Regions from separate parts of the Mus musculus genome. Here region 2 is linked to region 1. The links are chromatin contacts, called in public Hi-C maps. All regions are on one chromosome and are shown on one strand. The core of a region is the stretch at or near the end of the contact, and the rest is flanking DNA. Distances in the headings are between cores, read along the strand shown. Region 1 holds the start of Angpt1 (angiopoietin 1). Region 2 overlaps Angpt1 (angiopoietin 1).

Region 1 (2,969 bases), core at 364-2,863:
TACACATATATTAGGTGTGTTGATATAGGAGCAGCGGGTAGAAGCATGGATATCAGAAGTTCATGGTCATCCTAGCTACATGAGTTACTTTTTAAAAATAAATAGGTAAACTAGATAATTCTCTTTCCTGGGTGCCATTAAGCTTTGAGTGGCTAACTTTTGAGGGTTTTTTTTATTTTTGTTTTTGTTTTTTTCCTTTCAGAGATTGTCAAAGACAGTTAGGTTCAGAGCCCAAAGAGTTAAACATAATACCTATGTCTTGGGTTTGTTGCCATGATTAAATGACATAATACATAAGGAGTGCTTAAAGTGAGGTGATAAATAACAAACTCTCAAGTGGCATTATCGCTGCCTAAGAGCAACCTTTCCTATGACTCTTATATGTAATGTGGCAAGTCTCTTGCAGGGTCAGAGAACTTTGCTCCTATGTTTGGCATAATGTATCAATCTGCCCAGAAGCCTGTTATTTGGTGTGGAAAGGACCAACGAATCTCATCACTGTTTGTTTACTGTAAGCAAACCACCTCCTCTCTGGAGTCAGTTTTGACCTCTGCTTTCCTTCCTAAAGATGCATCTGTAGCCACCACTGCCCTTACCCACTGCTCTGCCCCCATTCCAGGACTCAAGAGTCATGCTGTGGCTTCTGTTTGTATACATGCCTGAGAGCAGAGGCTCTTTCACTTCCAAAGCCCACGAAGTTCCTAATGAAAATCCTGCATGTACACACATCCAGTATCCTGATTCCACCCTAAATTCTGTAATCATCTCCTGGTCTTTGCACTTGACTGTACCTTTATTCAAATATTTATATTCTGTACTTAGGAAAGCACCTTCGGATCATATGGCTTTCTTTCTTAATAAAAATCGCAGAGGTTTCGCTTGTGTAAGCCATTGGCACACCTGATACACGCTTGTTCTCAGATGGTTTGACTCTGTAGCCACAAAGGATGTGTGTGGAATTTCCATACCAGTGTTAAAGGCAGCCATAGCAATGCCAGAGGTTCTTGTGAAATATATGATTAGCATGTACCACAGGAATTAATAATTCTCAGGCCACTGTCTTAAACTGTAACCACATTGTTGTTGTAGGGAAGTTGCTCAATTTATACTCAGAGAATGTGAACAGCTGCGTTCTGACCAAGAAACCAGCGTCATTTAAAATCCATATCCCAAAAGGTGCTTTCAAAATACTACTTAGTATGCACATGATATGTTGCTTTGAGTGACAAATTATGGTAATTTCCTTGATAATTTGATCCTTTGATTCTTTTATTCTCCTTAAAGCCTATGTAAATACAAAGGGGAGAATGCCATTTCTAAAAATAGTTTTTAAATGTCTTTTCTGGAGTAATTTTTTAAATTTAATAATTTTATACAATTATAAAAAAATCCATTGGAGATTGTGCCAAATTAGGGTTCCTCAATTAAACAATAACTTTGAAAACATACTTCTAGCTTGCTTAGATGTTAGTAGGTCAGCAAGCACACCCGAACCTATTAAGGTGGACTGCTCTGTTTATTGATTTTCCGTGCATCTGCTAAGGACTCAAGGCAATTGTCTGCGGAAGGGGGCGGGAGGCCCATACATGATCGAGGTCATGCGCATCTAGCCAATTTGTAAGCCGATCCGCCGCCCAAAGCCATCAGCAATCCTTAGCATAGGGGCACACTCATGCATTCCTGTCAAGTCATCTTGTGAAGGCTGCCTGCTTCCAGCTTGGCTTGGATGTGCAACCTTAATAAAACTCACTGAGGTCTGGGAGAAAATAGCAGATCTGCTGCAGATAGGGTAGAGGAAAGGGGCTAGAATATGTACTCGCAGCTGACGCGGGCAGGCTCCACGCTGAACGGTTACACAGAGAGGAAACAATAAATCTAAGCTACTATTGCAATAAATATCTCAAGTTTTAACGAAGGAAACTATCATTACAGTTAAAATTTTTTAAAGTAACGCTTTTTTAGAACAAAGCTAACAAATGGCTAGTTTTCTGTGGATCTTCTTCAAACGCTTTCTTTAACGGGGAAAGAGTCAAACAAGCAGTTTTACCTGAAATAAAGAACTAGTTTAAAGGTCAGAAGAGAAGAGCAAGCTTTGCAGGAGGCACGGAAGGCAAGCGCTGGCAGTACAATGACAGTTTTCCTTTCCTTTGCATTCTTCGCTGCCATTCTGACTCACATAGGGTGCAGCAACCAGCGCCGAAATCCAGAAAACGGAGGGAGAAGATATAACCGGATTCAACATGGGCAATGTGCCTACACTTTCATTCTTCCAGAACACGACGGGAACTGCCGTGAGAGTGCGACAGAGCAGTACAACACCAACGCTCTGCAAAGGGATGCTCCACACGTGGAGCCGGATTTCTCTTCCCAGAAACTTCAGCATCTGGAGCATGTGATGGAAAATTATACTCAGTGGCTGCAAAAAGTAAGTGATCGCTTTCGGTTTCTAATTGCTCTGAGCTTTTCCCTTCCCTCTCTGCAGGGAGCTCAGAGTTCCGTAGGGGGCATTTGTGTTTACCTTTTGCTCCGGGGGGCAGTGTTTGCAAAAGAAAAAAGGCTCCCTCTCTGGACTCAACTTCCTGGGTAAGCCAAGGGTCCTGGGCTTGTGGGAACCTCTGATCCTGTAGCTTCCTAAATGTGCGTCTAACATTAGCAAATTTTATGCCAACCCTGTTGTTTTTTAAAGTTTATCTTAGGCATTTTGACTGTCAAAGCCCAACTTTGAAAAAGTAAGCGCGCACTTCTTGGACAAGGTGGTGTAAAAGGAAATCATAATGGTGATATTAACAGAGGTTCAAATGGAATGTACAGCAAGGAGTTTTGTGAGTTGCCATGGGAAATCTTCATAAAATGCTTACCCCCACCAACTTTTAATAAAAGTATGCAATGAGAATAAGTATAAAGTACCCATATTGTCTTCGTTTAGAAAGATTGTATTTGTAAGTTAAAGGAACTTAACTTCACAAGTG
Region 2 (2,732 bases), core at 141-2,640, 210 kb after region 1:
TGTCTTGTGATAACGTATTGTATACAAAAATAATTAAAAATGCTTTTGAGCTATTCATTACTATATTTTATGAACAATTTGAATTCTTTGTATCAGTCCCATACTCAAAAGTGTCTCCTGGTATGGAGACCATTATTAATATATGATGTCCTGCCTCCTTCATTTAGATAATTTTACCTGATTATTATATTTTTCCTAATTTGTACATAGTTTTTTAATGTCACATTCATATGAATCTTCACCATTATTGCATAGCGAACTTATCTATGGAACTTTTTGAATATACTGCTTTTCAGGCCCACTGCAGACATTCACAATCATATGTGTGTGTGTGTGTGTGTGTGTGTATGTGTGTGTGTGTGTGTGTGTAAGTCATCTCTGTTCATAAATAGCGCACAGCTCTGTCTAGTACTCATTTCCAAGTAAAAGGAGCCATCAGAATTATTAATGATTAGTTATTGATGTGGGTATAAGAACTTAAAATTTTCTTTGCTAGATCCTAAAGCATTTAAGCTATATAGAAAGAGAAAGAGAGAAATAGGGTCAAAGAAGAGGAAAAAGGAGACAGGTACTTTCCCATTAAGACAGGTTGATGCTCAATCATAACACTGACCTCAAAGGGGGTTAGAGACAGTTTATTTGGCTTGGGATCCACAGACTTAGGTTACCCTAATTCTATGTTCCATCATGGAAGCAATGTTTCAAAGTTTTCTATAGTAACAGAAGAAAGAGGTTCGTAAGTCAAGACATATCAAACATGCATTAGTGGAAACATCAGTGAGCAGGATTAGAGCAAAATAGGAGAAGTCTGCTGTAGACCTGAGGTGCTGTCTGCATCGGTAGCCATTTCTTTCATTGGTGGAAACTAGGATTTTGTCAGTTTATGGATTCCAAGATGTTTTTACCTGTTAGTTATAGGACATTAGATGACACTGAAATGAGCAAAGAAAAATCCATCTGGGGAGCTAAAGATGGCTTCAAGATAAATTGTAATTAGGCCCTGGACCTCCAGCATTGCAAACTCCATTATCACCAAATCAGCTAATCAGCTTTGCAGAAGGTTCAGTTTGAAGGGAACACTCTGGGAATTCTTCACAGGCAAGCAGCAAAGACTGAGGAGGGAGTGGTCAGCGTCTTCATTTGTACAAACAGTTGGCTTTAAGTTTTCATTTCTTAATTAAGTTTTTGGGTTAAAATAACATTTGTTCCTCTAAGCAATGCTCAGGTTATCATAACACATTCATGTCTAAAAACTGGTTGAAGAAAGCTATTGATGTACACACATTACATTTCAGCCAAGTAAGGCCCTTGGATAATTAGATCATACAGAGTAGGAGGATACCTGTGCCCTCAAATAACTTGTCATCTTACAGAAGAAAAGCAGGAAGCAGAGAGTGACTGTGTACTGTGACAGATCCTCTCAGTAGGTTTTCCTTAAGTGCTGCTCCTGTATGAACACTCAAGCATCTCAGATAGTTGTCATTTTTATAACACTGAACACTTAACCGCTGATTTGCACATGGGGAAACTGAGTCTCTTAATTGAAGCAGAAAGTCCCACTGAAACTGTATGTCAAAGTGAGTATTCAAGTGTAGCGGAGATAAGGGGACTGGTTACTTAATCCAAGCCAAGCCGTTGTTCCCCACATCAGATATGTGGTGGTGTCTGATAAACTACCCAACAGTTTACTAATGTGGGAACCCACTTCCATTTCCCCCTTTTGGCCTATCTGTCAACTTATTGAGGAAGCAGTTGTTTCTGCTTCATCACACGTGGCCATTAGATGGTTTTCTCCCTCCCCCTACTTCTCCAATATCCATATTGCTTCCTTGTAGTCAAACTGCTCATTTAGAAAGTTTTCTAGGTGAGGTGCATGAAATTAAAATTTGGTTTCCAAAGGCAACTTGCAGTGTTTTTCTCTTCAGTTGCTTCCTCCTGAAAGGAAAAAAAATAAGTTTACAAAGCCAACTGTTTAGCAAGAAATGTTTAAATTTTTAGGAATTCCTTCAGAACTACATGCTGAGAGCAGGAGCAGGGGCTTTCTTTTTTGTAGGAATGGCTCTCATGTTTGTCCATTTTTTTTTTTTTTTGAGGTTCACCCGGGATCGATGCTCTTTCCCCTGGGGAAGCTGGGAGTTTATCCACACAACACTTTCAACAGCATGGAAATATGTGACCTAAGACTTAACACTTCATCATTCCCAGCCTCTCTGCTCACATTTAATATGGTTGCTGATTCTTTGTTTCAATGCTTCATAGCAAAAGGACTTGTCAAGTGGCTGTAGGGACAGCTCTGGCTTGTCTGAACTGAAAACTACAAGGGAAATCCCAGCGGTCCTCCTTGTCTTTCAAACAATTGGTGCAGTTGAAGAGTTTTAACTCCGAGTTTCGGCTCCCTATAACTTTTGATGCTGTGCATGCCTTGTGAAAGGAAAACTTTGGATTTCGTAGAATGTAGCACTTGCTCCTGTGAGATGCTGTAAAGTCTTTAGCACATCCTAAAATTTACAGATATTTTCTACTACTGAGTAGCTTTCAGCAAGTGTGGCCTGAGAGTCTTAGGGAAGCAAAAATGAGGACCTGGATTAAAACCCCAGAACCCACATAAAAACTATATATTGTGTCCAACACTTGTAATCCCATTACTGGAAGACTGAGCCAGGAGGCCAGCCATGCTATCCGATGGGCTCTCATTCAGTAAGAGATCCTGTCTCAAAAAGTAAGGCGAGAAG

The links. A called contact is a pair of places that touch in the nucleus more often than the background predicts.
Region 2: a Hi-C map of granulocyte-monocyte progenitors shows a contact between it and region 1, with 4 times the contacts expected there. The contact joins the enhancer-like site here to the promoter of Angpt1 in region 1. A contact is called at or near these places in 11 of 39 promoter capture datasets (the 3T3-L1 cell line, the C10 cell line, the HPC-7 cell line and 6 more), 3 of 15 datasets of contacts at CTCF or cohesin (the NIH/3T3 cell line, large pre-B cells and pro-B cells), 15 of 484 Hi-C or Micro-C datasets (the 3T3-L1 cell line, the G1E-ER4 cell line, the HPC-5 cell line and 11 more), 7 of 115 datasets of contacts at active chromatin or transcription factors (the SCID.adh cell line, bone marrow-derived macrophages, cardiomyocytes and 4 more) and 3 of 9 other capture datasets (embryonic stem cells, liver and pancreatic islet).

What each region holds. Positions count from the first base shown.
Region 1 is chr15:42,675,621-42,678,589 of GRCm38.p6, reverse strand. Angpt1 (angiopoietin 1) reads left to right here and starts at 1,613. Exons shown (of 9, transcript NM_009640.4): 1 at 1,613-2,425. The coding sequence starts at 2,129.
Region 2 is chr15:42,462,504-42,465,235 of GRCm38.p6, reverse strand. The region is part of intron 6 of Angpt1 (angiopoietin 1); the gene reads left to right. Among named protein-coding and RNA genes, the nearest start is that of Gm41313, 200 kb to the left of the region's middle. Within about 2 kb of position 1,390, at least 25 of the 459 cell types and tissues checked have an H3K27ac peak or open chromatin away from gene starts, as enhancers often do. A contact at or near this core is called in the G1E-ER4 cell line, the HPC-5 cell line, LSK cells and 4 more, where this site is marked.